Linked DNA regions of Mus musculus: all the other regions are linked to region 5. A link is a contact called in public ChIA-PET, Hi-C and HiChIP or PLAC-seq data. All regions are on one chromosome and are shown on one strand. The core of a region is the stretch at or near the end of the contact, and the rest is flanking DNA. Distances in the headings are between cores, read along the strand shown.

Region 1 (2,700 bases), core at 99-2,598, 430 kb after region 5:
TGGAAAAACTCTGCTTAGAAGACTAGATCCAAGAGAGAATTTCTTCCTTTCAAGTCTTTGGGAAAGTACCCACATTATACACAAATACGACAGAAAACTTGGCCTTTTTATGTATTGCCATTCAACCAAGTGTCTTCTAGGCTAAACTCTGACCCCTACTGCATATTTTTGCTTTATTGTAGTTGTACTATTTCTGTCACTTTTGACCTTATTGAGACTGGACTTCCAAAATAAACGTAATATATTATAGAAAACAAGCTGAATAGCTAGGGATAGCTTGGGGATCCCTCTGTCTACATAGTAAACTTGGAAGACAGTGGACTGAAACCCTGAGGTCCTGTCTAGACTTCAGGGAATCCTGACTCTTTTCTACAACCCAATACTGTTTTGATCAATTATTTTAGAAGCTACAGTGCCTGAGTCGGTAGTCCTTCTCAGTCAGCATTGTGATAAGGTGACAGGAATGTGCAGAAGCAAAGGTGGCTCAGGTGATATAATGCTAGGAGAAAGGTATTATACCAGATGAAAAATCTAGAATAAGATGCAAAGCTGTTTGACTGTCTCTCAAAATGTATAGCTGGAGTGTGTGCCAGTTACAGAAGGTCCAGACCTGAGCAACAGGACCACAAAAAAATAATATATAAATAAAATAAAAAATGAAAAGTCCCATATAGATCATAGAGAAATATAGAAATACAAGTAGTCACAGTTATATATCATGAGTTGTAAAATAGTATATTTCAGTAGACAGAAGATGATGTAATAATATAAAGAAAATTAAAAATTCTTGTCAATGTATCTGCAGTTTGAACTTTCCCTTAAAGGATTGAAAGAACTTGTTAAAGTTTTATACCATAATATGATATCTCTTGAGTTTATAAGGGGGTTAGCCGTATTTTTATTCATTACTTTCTGATAAACTAAATGTTGAACAGCGATGTTTCCTGCTAAACATAAATGATTAAGTTCTGTGGAGCTATTTTCATTTGGTAATGAAATATACAAATACATAGCAAATATAACTGGCACGTGACAATCACTTGTTAAACTTAGATATAGAAGATGGAGAGTTCATCTCAAATTCTTCAAAGTGTAAGACCTAATGATATTGAAAGCTTACAAAGTATTAGTGCCTTTGAAAGTAAACACTCAGAGAAAGCACCTATAGTGTCTACTTCATGCTGTTACCCTGTTTCGTATTTGTGTTGTTCCTGCGAGTCATAGCCAACCTCTGTTCATTGTTTGCAAATAAAATTGAGACTTAAACAATGCAGATGTCTTACCACATAGTGAAAGAGTGCGCCACAGGAAGTGAAGATTGTCTTTCCAAAGAATTCAAAATGATGTTTTGATCTGTGGTAGCCTTCTTAAGACAAGACCTCAGTGTCCTGCATGGAGAGTTTGAAGAAAACCAAACACTAAAATGGGTGAATTTCCGGTACTTTTCTAACCACACTAGTTTATGCCTTAAACCAATTTTTATACCATACCACATGCCTTTCTTGGGTGTGTTTAAAGACCCAAGGCTCCTTGCCACTCTGCCGGTAATCATGTTGACATGGACACATATGTAGAGATAAACAAGAACCAACATAATTCTGTGGTGCCTTGGAAATGTCTTCTGATATTGATTCTGAGAAGAATATGGCACTGATTCAGACCCCGCAGAAGAAACAGAGCCAGATGACCCAGCTTGAGTTTAAGATGACAACATCTCTGTATTCAAATGAGCAGAACCATGCCTCTAAAGGTGATGTATGGTTTTCACGTTCAGAGCATCACCAGAAACAGCTTCCTAAGATTTTGAATTCAGAAGTTGAGAGTGATCATTTAAGTATTTTTCTGATTGCCTCCTTAAAAACCTTCCTCACTGTGGTTAACAACTGAGAACTTATAGAACACATATACATGTTCTAAAATAATTTTGTTTTTGAAAAAAAAATCCCTTCTAACTTTTAACATATTACCCTCCTGCTCTTGCCACAGTCTTTCTCTCTTCCTTTCAAGCTGTGGTGCACACCCTTGAAGCATCCATCTCTTCCCTGACTTAGTCCCCTTGTGAATCTTTGTTGGTCACTCTTGCATGTCCATCAGACATCATTTCACCCCTTGGCAGCATACCCGAGGAGCCTACTGTTACTGAATAGCTGTTTCTTCCCATAGCAAAATCCTTCACACTGTTTCTACCACACATAATATCAGATGATATGAAGTTATGCAGGTAAAATAGATTATAGGGTCCTATAGTTATAAATCACCACAGCCTATTATTTCTTTGATGTACAAAGCCCTATTAATTCTGTTGATGGACTTCCTGACTGGTAATTATCCTCTTATTTTTCATTTTTAAAATCCAGTTCTAGTCATGTGACTGACAATGTGAACAATAGTTTTGTTTAATATTATTTTCTGGGAATAACATCATGCCATTTTTATCTAGTCAGCTTAGATTTAACTTCACCTTCATACATTTTCATTCAAAAAATTATTTTTTTGTCGACCTGGGAAACCTCCAATATCGATATATGGAAAGGGGAAGAGCGAGGATGGGAGAAGGGTCAGGTCTGAAGGCTGAGAAGGCTTCAGAAGATGAAAATGTAGCAATATAGTATGATGTCCCCCATTCTGGGAAGGGTGACTGCAAATTTCAGCTCCTATTAATTCAGGAATTAGACATCCTTTGCAGGTGTTAGCATATAT
Region 2 (2,700 bases), core at 131-2,630, 400 kb after region 5:
CAGTGTCTTTAATACGAAGAGTCTTCAAAGCCAAATTGAGTTGGGATTACCCATGCTTGCAAGGTTCTATTTCATGCTTAATTGGCTTGGGGAATATCAACAACAACAAATTGAAATTTTATTCCCTGCCACTGGGATCACTAAACTGACCTGTTCTGCTAGAGCAAATAGATTTTAAATATTAAATTGGTAAATGTGCTGTGCCCTTCTGGTTTTTGTTCCCCAAAATTTGTAGGTAAGAGGATACTATGGTGGCTCGTAAGGGTAGGTGTTCTGCTGGCAGCATGTGGCATTGAGTTAATCCTCCAGTCCTGTAAGTAGTTAATGTAATACTATTTACGTTTTCAAGATGCTATCTTCTAGAGTAGGCTAAAGACCTCTCCTCCAGAAATCAGTAAATATATTCCCAAATTAGCAGGATAATTGGAACTAGTCTTAAAATCCTCTAAGTTTCTGCCACACTTGACCCACTCCAATGAGCATGTGTAAGGATATATATTGGAATTTTTGAGCCTTTTTAATGTCACAGAGAAGAGGAGCTGCTGTCTGCCTCTTGGTTTTTCCAACCATAATGGAAATGTTCCCCCAACTTTGAGAAAACTGTGCAGTCCTTTTCTAGTGATCTCTTCTCATTTGTGTTTGTCACTGTTGACCTTTGAGACCACTGTCCAAGAGGCAATGGTTTACAGGTATGGTTCCTGCGTGATCAGTACGCCAGGGAAGAGGGCTGCTCCAGGTTTATTGCCTTAGGCTTTTTAATTCAAAGACAACAGTGGGATGCGTTTCCTATAATCAGAAAGCTCCACTTTTCCTAAGAGGCTGAAGCCTTTCTTCCATCAGCCATTGTGTGAGTCTTCCCGAAAGCTAGGGGTAGCCCCTTGAAGTTTTGAGCACCCCATTGGCTGTGTTAGCCAGCCTTGTGGTATCTTCAAGCATGCCTTTACCTCTGGCCTGGTTTTGGGCATTGATTCTTCTTTGACAGCCACATGGGCAACTTTGAATGTAGTTGTTTTCTCAGGGAGAGAGCAAGAACCATCTTCACTTGGCCCCCTTCATACCTTCATAGGCTCCCTCTGTGCTGACTAGCTGTATGTTAACTGGGCACAGGCTGGAGTCATCTGAGGTGAGAGAATCCCAACTGAGAAAATGCCTCCGTAAGATCAGGCTGTAGGCAAGCCTACAGAGCATTAATTAGTGATTAACGTGGGAGGGTCCAGTCCATTGAGGGTGGGGACACCTCTAATCATGGGCTCTAAAAGAAAACAGGCTGAGTGAGCCACGGGAAGGAAGCCAGTAAGCAGCTCTTTCATGGCCTCTACATCAACTCCTGCCTCCAGGTTCTTGCCCTGTTTGAGTTCCTGTCCTGACTTCCTCTGATGATGAACTGTGATAAGGAAGTATAAACCAAACAACCCCTTTCCTCCCAGGTGTTTCAGCACAGCAATAATAACTCTAACTAAGGTACCCACAAAAAACAAATTGACTCTCATTTATCTCTACTTGGAGCAAAGCATCATTCACTTAGTTAAACTTATCAAAGCAGGCACCTGAGCACTGGCTTCACGGTTTTGGTCTCAGGTTAGGCCTGAGAGGAGACTCTGTATAGGCTGTGTGGCTATGAAGAATCCATGGGGTATCCCCACTTGTACAGGAACCTATTTGGTTTTCTCAGGAGTGAGGGGATGGAGCAACCAGCTATAGTTCCCTCAGGGGAACAGTAGTAGGTACTGGCCAGGCCAGAAGGTAGGAGTGCTACCCCTCATTCTGCTGAAAGACTGGGTGCTGAAAATCAAACACATATGTGAAAAGCCCAATCTAGTCACCAGGAGATTTTCCAGGAAGTGTGATGAATATTGTGTCTCCCACAAAGAAGCTATGAACTTCCACCCACCCACGTCCTTTCCTCTTTTTGAATTTGTTTTCTTCCTGCTAATAAAACTAAAAAGTCCCTCACAAGATCAAAGCTTTCAGATTTGATAACATCCCTTAACCCCCACCCCCCTTGGCAGTCTGAAAGCTTTAAAAGTGTGGTGGGCATTTATACTATAACTAAAGCCTTTTAGGAGGAAGGGGCGGGGCGTGGCTTTACAGGATAGTACTGTAGGCTTGTGCAGGCTAGCCTTCGATTTGCAGCAGTCTAGATTCATTTTCCCAGGGTTTGGGATTATAGGCATGAGCCACCATCTCCTACCCATTCTTGCTTTCCTAAAGACCTTCCTCCCTGGAAACAAACAACACGTTCTGTCCCTACCTCCCATCCTAGCCAGAGAGAGAGAGAGAGCTGTTGACATGTAATCCATTTGGTTTTATAACCCAGTGTCTTTCAGAGTGCCAAGATCATCTGTGTTCAACATTCTCTTCCATTAAGACTCCTTCCTATACCGACATTCAGTGATACTAACCATCCGGCCCTTCAAACAGCTCAGACTTCAAGTTCCTTCTAAGTATCCAGCCATCCTAAAGTTTATGTTTCCTCTAACTTATGTCTACCCATCTACGTTGTCATACTATTAACTTCTGAAGTTCAGCTTACCCCAGTCTCAAATTCAGTGTGCATGCTCTCTGCCAGGTTTTTCTAATCACCCTTTCCCTATGTTGGAAAACCATGACTCCAGATGGAGTTCCTCCTTGACTTTGGTTTATGATCACTATCATTCATCTGAGATTTCCTTAATCTGTTGCTTCCCACCCATCTCATAT
Region 3 (2,700 bases), core at 66-2,565, 340 kb after region 5:
TAGGCTACCTTCTCTGCATCTTAAACTCTTGCGAATAAAATTTACTTACTAATGAATGGAAGCTTTTAATGCTGATGAAACTGACTTCATTAGCTTTCTAGTTACCTGTTTCTACGTCTTAAGAAGCCTTCCCTGTCTTTTCATATTTTCTTTCTATCTCTCCTTCTTTGTCTCTTCGAGGAGACAAAGTCAACCTTGAACCTGCTACGTAGCTGAGGATGGCCTTAACTCCCCAACTTCCTGCCTCAGGCTTGGGGTTCACAATCTCTTTATCGTTTGTAAAAATATTAGACCCTTGCCTTCATCTGTGAAACTTTAATTCCTTGTATTCTGACAATAGATAACTGGTTATTTCAGGATGCAGAATGGCGCTGGGACCTACAGCGCAGCTTGTGTTGCCTGTGATGGCTCCTACCCATGTGTCAGTAGTCTGTTGTTTCCAGAGCTTGATGTCTTCACAGCTTAACTTTCAGAGCTCCATAGTGGGTGAGCCCTAGTGTTTGACAGAGCAAGGCTTCTCTCGGAGTCTCTGTGGACTGATGGAATAATGCGATTGGCTGTTTCAGATCTGTTTAGTCCGTTTATAGAGTCTTTTGAAATTAGATTGACATCGTGTGGAATGTATTGATTTGATTTGAGAAGAATTGTTTTCTTCCATTGTGGCTTCCTGCACATAGCAAGTTAGGTTGTTTAGTTTGTCCCAACAGTGTCTCCAATGTTCTTGCCATAGACAAGAGCGGATGGTGGTTACAACTTACTTATATTCTTTAAGTATATTTTGTTGTTGAGTGTTTCCTTGTCAGTTTCTGGGTTTGTTTGCTTTTTTCTATACACATGTGCTTTGTGTTGACTGGCTATTTTCAGTAAGTGATAAAATTGAAATGTTTGTAGAATGCAGCACAGCATTCTTCATTCTTTTTTTATGGTTGAATAATATTCCACTGGTCCGGTTTAACACGTTATTTACCATTTGGAAAATGGATGGTGATAGTATCCTGGGAATTCGTGTGTAGACCAAGTTAGCATGTCCTGTCTCAATATACTTAGGAATAGAATCTCTCCGTGGTATAGCAGCTGTTAATTTTTAAAGAACTATTTAACTCTTTTCATGGTTTCTATGCAGTAGACTACATTCCCCTGTGGTGTGAGAGGGAGAAGGAATAGCCTGTGCTGAATAGCTCGTTTCAGGCTCGTTCTGACTGTAACACGTTATGTTTATCTTAGATTGTGTTTTTTCTTTAACTCGTGGAAATGAGAAAAGCTTGATTTCTTGCTGCATGAGACTCCTTTTAAGACAGTTTCGTTTTCTAAACGCTGTGTGTTTTCTGAAGCCTCTGCTCCAGCGAGACCTGTCATTGAAACACCACCTACTTCACACACTGGCAGGATTGACTTGCAGGATTCAAATACATTTTCCAGATGTCAGTGATGGCAGCTGTCTTTTTTTTAGAAGATGGTGGTCTTGTCTGCATCCCCTGCTCACTTACAGTGCTGTCCCTTCTCTGGCCAGGAGTTGGTCTGCTTTTCCCGCCACAATTCCACTCTTCTAGCTGTCCCCTCCACGTGGGATACGATTACACAACGTGGGGCTTCCTCCATCACTGATCCTTAGGCTCTGAGCCTTGGTCTGCAGTCACAGTGGCTTCCCTTTGTTTGTGTTTTGTTTCTGGTTACCACCTCACACTTATCTGTCCATCACTGCACGACTGTTTGCTTTGCTTACCGTCTTGGCTACGAGGATTGATACCGATCTCATTTGCATGCACGTTTCGGACTTGTATCGGTTTCTCTTCCTTAAATAACCCTGTGTGAAACTGTTGTGACATTGTGAAAGTATACACGCATGTAACTGTGCAAAGCTTTCAGCTCTTTCATTCCCCAAGTGGCTAGACACCCCCCCACACACCCCTTTTCTCATCTGGAGTGGAGGAGTCTGATGGTCACTGTGTGTGTGTGTGTGTGTGTGTGTGTGTGTGTGTGTGTGAAATTGACCCTAGCTATATAGGACCTTCTGGGAAGAGGGAAATTCAGTTGAGCAAATGTCTCTACAAGTTAGGCCTGTAGGCAAGCTGGGGTGTGGGATGGGGTGGGGTTTTGGGTGGGTAGGTGGGTGAGTGAGGGAGTAGGAGAATGAGAGGAGTGGGGGAGGGTGGAGTTTCTTCTTTAATGATTGGTATGGGAGGGCCTAGCCCACTATGGGCGGTGAGTAGGTGGCCCTGGATTGGAAAGCAAGCTGAGAAAGTCAGGAGGAGCAAGCCAGTAAGCAGCATTCCTCCATTGCCTCTGCTTCTGTTGCTGTTTGAGTTGTTGACCTGACTTCTCATTTATGGATCCTTAAGAGGTAAGATGAAGTAAACCTCCTCCTCCCCAGTGTGGCTTTCTTTTGTTGGGGTTTAATCACAGCCATAGAAAGTGAATTAGTGCAACCAGATCCACCCACCATCATTTCCAACTGACGATTTGTTTCCAGTGAAAAATGGTAGTTATTGTAGTGTTGGTGGGGTGGTCTTTGTCACTTCATCGAGAGTTCTGGTGAGGAATTATGACAGTCACCATATTGTGTGCCGGTGAAGTCTTATTCTTTGAAGAACTTTTCAGTCCTCGTTCAGTTTACTAATTTTTATTTGATTAGATTATCTCACTCTTGACTTCTAAGGAATTGAATACATTCCAGATGATTTTTTTTTTTTTTTATCATTT
Region 4 (2,700 bases), core at 166-2,665, 460 kb after region 5:
CAATAAGATTGGGTCTCTCAAGCTGTATCCCATACTTTGAAGTCTCAGATTGACTCATAAGGAATTTCCATCCGTCCTCACAGCTGCTGAGAAGGGAGCCCTAGCAGAAGGAAGGAACGCGTGCTCTCCCCACACTTCCTTCCTGTCTGCGCTGTTCCTGGCTGGGTTGTGCAGATGCATCCCAGCGTCTCAGAGGTCACTCGGCACATTGTTCACAGTGTGGATGCATCTAGAGCATAGTGTGTTTAGAGCGGTATCCAGGTCTCATTTTTGTGCTAGATATTACCAGAAAATCTTATAAGCTGTGCAAAAATATTAATTATGAATACATTTACCATATCTTTATTTCACAAGTCCTGTCATTTTTTCTGTAACTGAGTGTATTTATTACTCTTTAAAAAAAATTCAAGTAGGAAGCAAGTGACAGTATTCTTGTGTAATTACTAAGTTGTGAGAAAAAAAATCTTTCTACAAAAGTTTTTGAGCTGAATATGGTGACAAACACCTGCAATTCTGTCAACCTGGAAGATTCAGACAGGAGGGTTATGAGTTGGAGGCCAGTCTGGCTTGTACATTAAGACATGTATCATCTATTCATGCCCCCACAAATGGGGTGACTCACAAGGTAAGACCTTTTAGAATAATGACTGACGTGTTCGGAACACAATGGACTCTGTGTTATTTGCTCTTGTAGAAGGGGCACTTTAGACTTTGCCTTATAGGACGATCAGTTGGAAAGTTCCAAGTCAGGATATGCCTTGCGTCTCTATGCCAGCACTGTGTCTATCCTCTGGCTTCATGTGTGAGTCGTAATATTGCTTAGGATGTCAGATTTGGTTTGTCTCTTATTCCCACGAGGTTCATGATGTACGTGGTCCTGTTTCTTTCCTCTTTCTGCATTCTTCACCGACTTTGAGAAACCCTTCTCAACTCCACAGTACTTGACACTTGGTGCTTTTAAAAGCAAAAGCAAAAGAACGAACACACAAGGAATAGACTCTGCTGTCTTAAGATAGGCAGTCAAAGAACTACCTGAAAACGTCTGAGATTTTATCTCTTCTAGAGAGTCTAATCTCAGGGAAGAACTGGGTGAGCAGAGAGTTCACGAGTGTATTCTTTTCATAAGATTCAAAAAGTTTAAAAAAAAAAAAGCCCGATGTCCAATTGCAAGGCAAGAGATAAAGATCAAAGACTTGTTTTATTACAATATTTTCATTTTTATTGAACAGATTCATTTTGGACTTTGGCTTGGTTTGGGAATGTTTACCTTTTAATAAGTGATCTGTTTAAATGTGGATCAGAGAACAAGGCTTTCTGTTTTACAGTTGAACTTTTGACCTTGGTGGGGGTGTGAACGGGTGGAGACTAAGAGGAAAGTCCGCTGTGTTTGTACTGAACTTTTTACCCATTTAAAAAAAAAAGAAAGAGAGAGATAGAGAGAGGCGAGTTTAAAGTTCACAGAGTTCACAGGAGGTCTCTATTGGGGATTTCTGGTATTATTAACTTCCTGACCTCAGATAATTAAAAAGGAAGAGCAGGGCCACCTCAGACTGTGACTCAACTTTGAACTCTTAACCTCGCCAGTAAAGCATTTCAATTGTAAATGGTAGACCCTGAAGCTTGCTTGCTGTGATCAACCAGTTTTCATCCCCGGTTACCAAGGCATAGACCCACAGAGGAGCCTGAGCGTCCCTTTGTATTTGCTTAACCTATTTTTTTTACCAGAAAGGACTGTGAACGCTCTATACTCAGAAATGACAGGCATTCTGGCGCACAAGTTGAGCGTCAAGGGTCACTGGATTGCAGAGCTAGAAGCAGCCTTAGATTACCTGGCCAGCTGCCTCAGCTGGGCTACTCTTAGAAGCCAGTAGGTCCAGTGACTTCAGGAATGTAGAAGCCACCCTGGTCATTTGGCTTTGTTTGTCTCCGTTCACAACGGGATGCAAGTGGCCTAGAGGGGGTATGACTTCTGTATTTTAATATTGAAATTCGTAAGGGGGAAGCAGTAAATTTGGTTCCCAAGTGACCTCTTTACTGATACTGGTTGCATAACCTCAGAAACTTTCCTAACTTTTCTAAGTAGTGATTTGCTTAGTTGGGGAGAGAATTCAGACTATGGGCTCTTGTTTGCATTTATGGTATTCCTTGTTGCGGTCATAGTTATTTATTTTGCTTTGTGGTGTCTTGGTGTTCATCTGTTTGGTTTTTGCAGAGCTGGAGGTTGAAATTAAGTCATTACAGTCTCATAAGTGATCTACAACTGAGCTTCACTCCAGGTCACCGTGAGAGTTCTGTAATTTACATTGAAACGCCATGCACACAATTCTAGGCAAGAAATGGGTTTTCTTTGGGTTGATGGCAATGATTTTAGAGTAATTGGTTAGGGCACATGGTCTTGACCTTCAGGATGAGGTTCTTTCTCCCTAATAAAGTCTGAGGGCTGGCAAGATTATTGCTCTGTGATTAACAACACATCTTGCCGGACCTCAGTTCACTTCCTCTCACCGTCATCAGGTGACTCACAACAACCTGGAACTCCAGTTCCAGAAGAGACAATGTCCTCTTCTGGCTTACACTGATACCTCATACAAATCACACACACACACACACACACACACACACACACACACACACACACACACAAATCATCTGAACAGAAAGGGGGCTATAATGCAAGAAGGAGTGGTGATAAGGAAGGGA
Region 5 (2,700 bases), core at 134-2,633:
GCAACTGCCATTTGAAAAGTAGTCATGGATGGAAATTTTTGTTCTTTTTTCTGTCTTATTTAAAAAAAGAGAGAGAGAAAAGAAAATCCTGTGAGTCTTCATTTGCATGGCAATGACATGCCTTTGGTGGAGACAGAGTGCTGTATCAGAGAGCAAATGGTTGGCTTTTCCAGGAAGCCTCCTGCACCTGAAACTCTCCATTCATGGTCTTCTAAAAACACAAAGCATATGGACAATTTATGCTGAGGGGGAGAAATTGAAGCTTTTCTCATTTCTGTTGGTATTTTCCGTTATGTTTTTTAAAAAATTACAGCTTTGGCTGCCTTTAGAATTTTATCGTCTCTAAACTATTTGTGATGTCTGTACCCAATTCTCCTTTTAAATCTCTCCTTTGAGGGGAGATGTGCACAGCACACCTTATTAATCAGGAAGCCCGTGGGATGTCCTCTCTTTCAAGTACTTTGAAAATCGCTTACGTCTCTTCTGCCATTTCTGGCAACTCTTTATCAAAGGAAAGAACATAATTCCCTATGTCAACTTTGTGATCTAGATCACAGTGCCTGCTCTAAACTGGGTTTATCAAAGACGGCTATACTATCTGTTGGAACGCACATTGGGAAAACTGTGGGGGGAAGTCAGGGAGCCCCCAGCGCAGGAGTAGATGAGGTAGGAGAGCCATTCTATAATTAGATCCATTCACGGGGGCTCCCCACATCTTACAGCGATTTTTCTCTTTGCCACAGGAATGCTTTAAGTCTCTTCTCTTCTTCCCTTCACACCTAAGCATTTGTTTATGAATCAAAAAATACTTGACATGGAGATGGGGGATGGGGATGCAAACCGAAGGAACCGTAGCCATATTGAGATTAATCAAAATGAAGATAAGCCATCTTTGAAGTTACAGTAAGCCATCCGGGAACTAAGATTCACTGCTGAAACCTTCAGCTCTGTTCATTTGCACCTTGCCTTGTGCCGAACAAATCAGGAAGTGAAACCCAGTAATGACCTACATTTATCAGTAGCCCGCTGGAAAAGAAGGTCCTGAGCTATAGTTCTCCAGTTCCACCCCTCCCCATCCCACCCACACACACCCAGCAGGACGCACACATGCGCAGAGGCAAATTTTTCCACACTATATTCCAGACAGCCTTACCGCTGTTGCTGTGCAGTGAAAGCCACTGATGAATGGTTTGCTTAGGAGCAAAACTGTGAGTTTCTCGGGCTGCTAGGAGAGCCAGTTTTTACCCAAAACAGCTGCGAAACCAGACTGACTTTCCACCTCCCTTGTTGAATACAGGAACTCTTGGCACAATCACAGTGCAAGTAGCACAGGCTCTACCGGGTTACCATTATAGAAACAGACTTGGCCAGCAGGAAGTATTTACATCCTGCACGAAACCCTGATGTTTGACATGAAACCGGAGCTGCTCGCTATGGGTTCAGAGAACAAAAGTCCCCATCTTTGAACTTGCCTCCTAGCCCAAACAAACAAATATTCTTCTTTCCTCTCCATCAAATACCTCAACCCCAACTACTTGCTTCACTGAACTTCTTCATACTGTGCAAATACAGGAAATAAACAAGCTCTGTGCTCTTTCGCCCGGAATGAAACGCACACCCCCGCCACCAAGGATACCACCCAGCTTGGGCTGAGCCTCGCAACGCCTCAGACATCTCCTAAATATGGCGATTATAATTTAATGGAAACAAGCTGGGCTTCCTTCCACAAAAGCAAGGCAAGTTCTGCTGCAGCTAACTGCATGTGAATTTGAGAGCCCTAACTGACATCGAGGCATTTACCAGATCCTGCATAATAAAGAGTAACCGGGCAAAGGAGGGAAATGAGAGAAGGTAGAGTTTCGAGGCTGAGCAAATGGGACCCCAAGATCCAGGAGAAAGAACTACCAACCTCTGACCTTGGCAAGGTTATGATACAAGAAAATAATTTGAAGCCAATGTCCAACCTGTAACTGAAAAAAAATCCAGGGAGGTTTACCAAGTGAACAATTCACTCGAATTAGACTGTATCAGTTTACATCTTTGCTGCGGTAATATAACCATGCACTTAGGAAATGGGTGTGTGTACATGGACAGACAGGAGCTCCGGTATCCAGAAGGAAACTATGTCGTTATTTGCTTCTCAATTTTACTTGGATTTCATAAGCATATGTGGGCAAGGGATACTTGGAAAGAGGTCAAGGGTCATATGCTGGGGGCACAGAAAAGTGATTTTAATGTTGATGGTTTTGATTGTTTTGTGTGTGCCCCATCTCTCTGAGGTTCCCTTCCTTCACCTGCAACAAGGGACCCTCTTAAGACCTGAGGATGTTGCAGTAAGAAATGAGAACCTGGTAGTGGTTCCCAATAACCCTAATGCTGAGACCTTTAATACAGTTCCCCGTGATGTGGTGCCCTCCAATGATAAGATTATTTTCATTGCCACTTCATAATTCTGCTACTGTGATAAGTCATCGTGTAAATATTTTGAAGATAGAAGTTTGCCAAAAGAGTCTCGACCCACAGGTTGAGAACTACTGCTTTAGATACATCTCTAGGGTTGAATGTAAGGGAAGGAAATGGCTTCTTACTTAAAATAGACATATTCATCCGTTTTGCTTTCTTAACTCAAATGATCATTTAAAAAGGTAATGATAATTCATATTGCCATTCATAATGTTTTTCCATTGTTGCTATAACAAC

Evidence for each region. HiChIP or PLAC-seq counts read pairs in DNA pulled down with a chosen protein or histone mark. A called contact is a pair of places that touch in the nucleus more often than the background predicts. ChIA-PET counts read pairs in DNA pulled down with a chosen protein or histone mark.
Region 1: a Hi-C map of CD4 T cells shows a contact between it and region 5, with 2.2 times the contacts expected there. The contact joins two enhancer-like sites. A contact is called at or near these places in 1 of 484 Hi-C or Micro-C datasets (CD4 T cells), 1 of 115 datasets of contacts at active chromatin or transcription factors (T-cell acute lymphoblastic leukemia) and 1 of 9 other capture datasets (embryonic stem cells).
Region 2: a contact with region 5 is called in an RNA polymerase II ChIA-PET map of memory CD8 T cells, with 10 read pairs. The contact joins two enhancer-like sites. A contact is called at or near these places in 3 of 484 Hi-C or Micro-C datasets (the G1E-ER4 cell line, cerebral cortex and group 2 innate lymphoid cells), 1 of 115 datasets of contacts at active chromatin or transcription factors (memory CD8 T cells) and 1 of 9 other capture datasets (embryonic stem cells).
Region 3: a contact with region 5 is called in a BATF HiChIP or PLAC-seq map of CD8 T cells, with 5 read pairs. The contact joins two enhancer-like sites. A contact is called at or near these places in 1 of 484 Hi-C or Micro-C datasets (CD4 T cells) and 4 of 115 datasets of contacts at active chromatin or transcription factors (CD8 T cells, effector CD8 T cells, embryonic stem cells and 1 more).
Region 4: a contact with region 5 is called in a CTCF HiChIP or PLAC-seq map of CD8 T cells, with 5 read pairs. The contact joins two enhancer-like sites. A contact is called at or near these places in 1 of 15 datasets of contacts at CTCF or cohesin (CD8 T cells), 2 of 484 Hi-C or Micro-C datasets (CD4 T cells and bone marrow-derived macrophages), 6 of 115 datasets of contacts at active chromatin or transcription factors (CD8 T cells, bone marrow-derived macrophages, embryonic stem cells and 2 more) and 1 of 9 other capture datasets (embryonic stem cells).

What each region holds. Positions count from the first base shown.
Region 1 is chr16:76,245,094-76,247,793 of GRCm38.p6, reverse strand. The region is part of intron 1 of Gm30507 (a long non-coding RNA gene); the gene reads left to right. Among named protein-coding and RNA genes, the nearest start is that of Gm30507, 3.1 kb to the left of the region's middle. Within about 2 kb of position 1,348, at least 5 of the 459 cell types and tissues checked have an H3K27ac peak or open chromatin away from gene starts, as enhancers often do.
Region 2 is chr16:76,282,686-76,285,385 of GRCm38.p6, reverse strand. No RefSeq gene overlaps it. Among named protein-coding and RNA genes, the nearest start is that of Gm30569, 17 kb to the left of the region's middle. Within about 2 kb of position 1,380, at least 22 of the 459 cell types and tissues checked have an H3K27ac peak or open chromatin away from gene starts, as enhancers often do. A contact at or near this core is called in group 2 innate lymphoid cells and memory CD8 T cells, where this site is marked.
Region 3 is chr16:76,336,171-76,338,870 of GRCm38.p6, reverse strand. The region is part of intron 2 of Nrip1 (nuclear receptor interacting protein 1); the gene reads left to right. Among named protein-coding and RNA genes, the nearest start is that of Nrip1, 36 kb to the left of the region's middle. Within about 2 kb of position 1,315, at least 39 of the 459 cell types and tissues checked have an H3K27ac peak or open chromatin away from gene starts, as enhancers often do. A contact at or near this core is called in CD8 T cells, effector CD8 T cells and memory CD8 T cells, where this site is marked.
Region 4 is chr16:76,224,101-76,226,800 of GRCm38.p6, reverse strand. The region is part of intron 2 of Gm30507 (a long non-coding RNA gene); the gene reads left to right. Among named protein-coding and RNA genes, the nearest start is that of Gm30507, 24 kb to the left of the region's middle. Within about 2 kb of position 1,415, at least 81 of the 459 cell types and tissues checked have an H3K27ac peak or open chromatin away from gene starts, as enhancers often do. A contact at or near this core is called in CD8 T cells and memory CD8 T cells, where this site is marked.
Region 5 is chr16:76,679,099-76,681,798 of GRCm38.p6, reverse strand. No RefSeq gene overlaps it. Among named protein-coding and RNA genes, the nearest start is that of Gm30790, 99 kb to the left of the region's middle. Within about 2 kb of position 1,383, at least 120 of the 459 cell types and tissues checked have an H3K27ac peak or open chromatin away from gene starts, as enhancers often do. A contact at or near this core is called in CD8 T cells, effector CD8 T cells, group 2 innate lymphoid cells and 1 more, where this site is marked.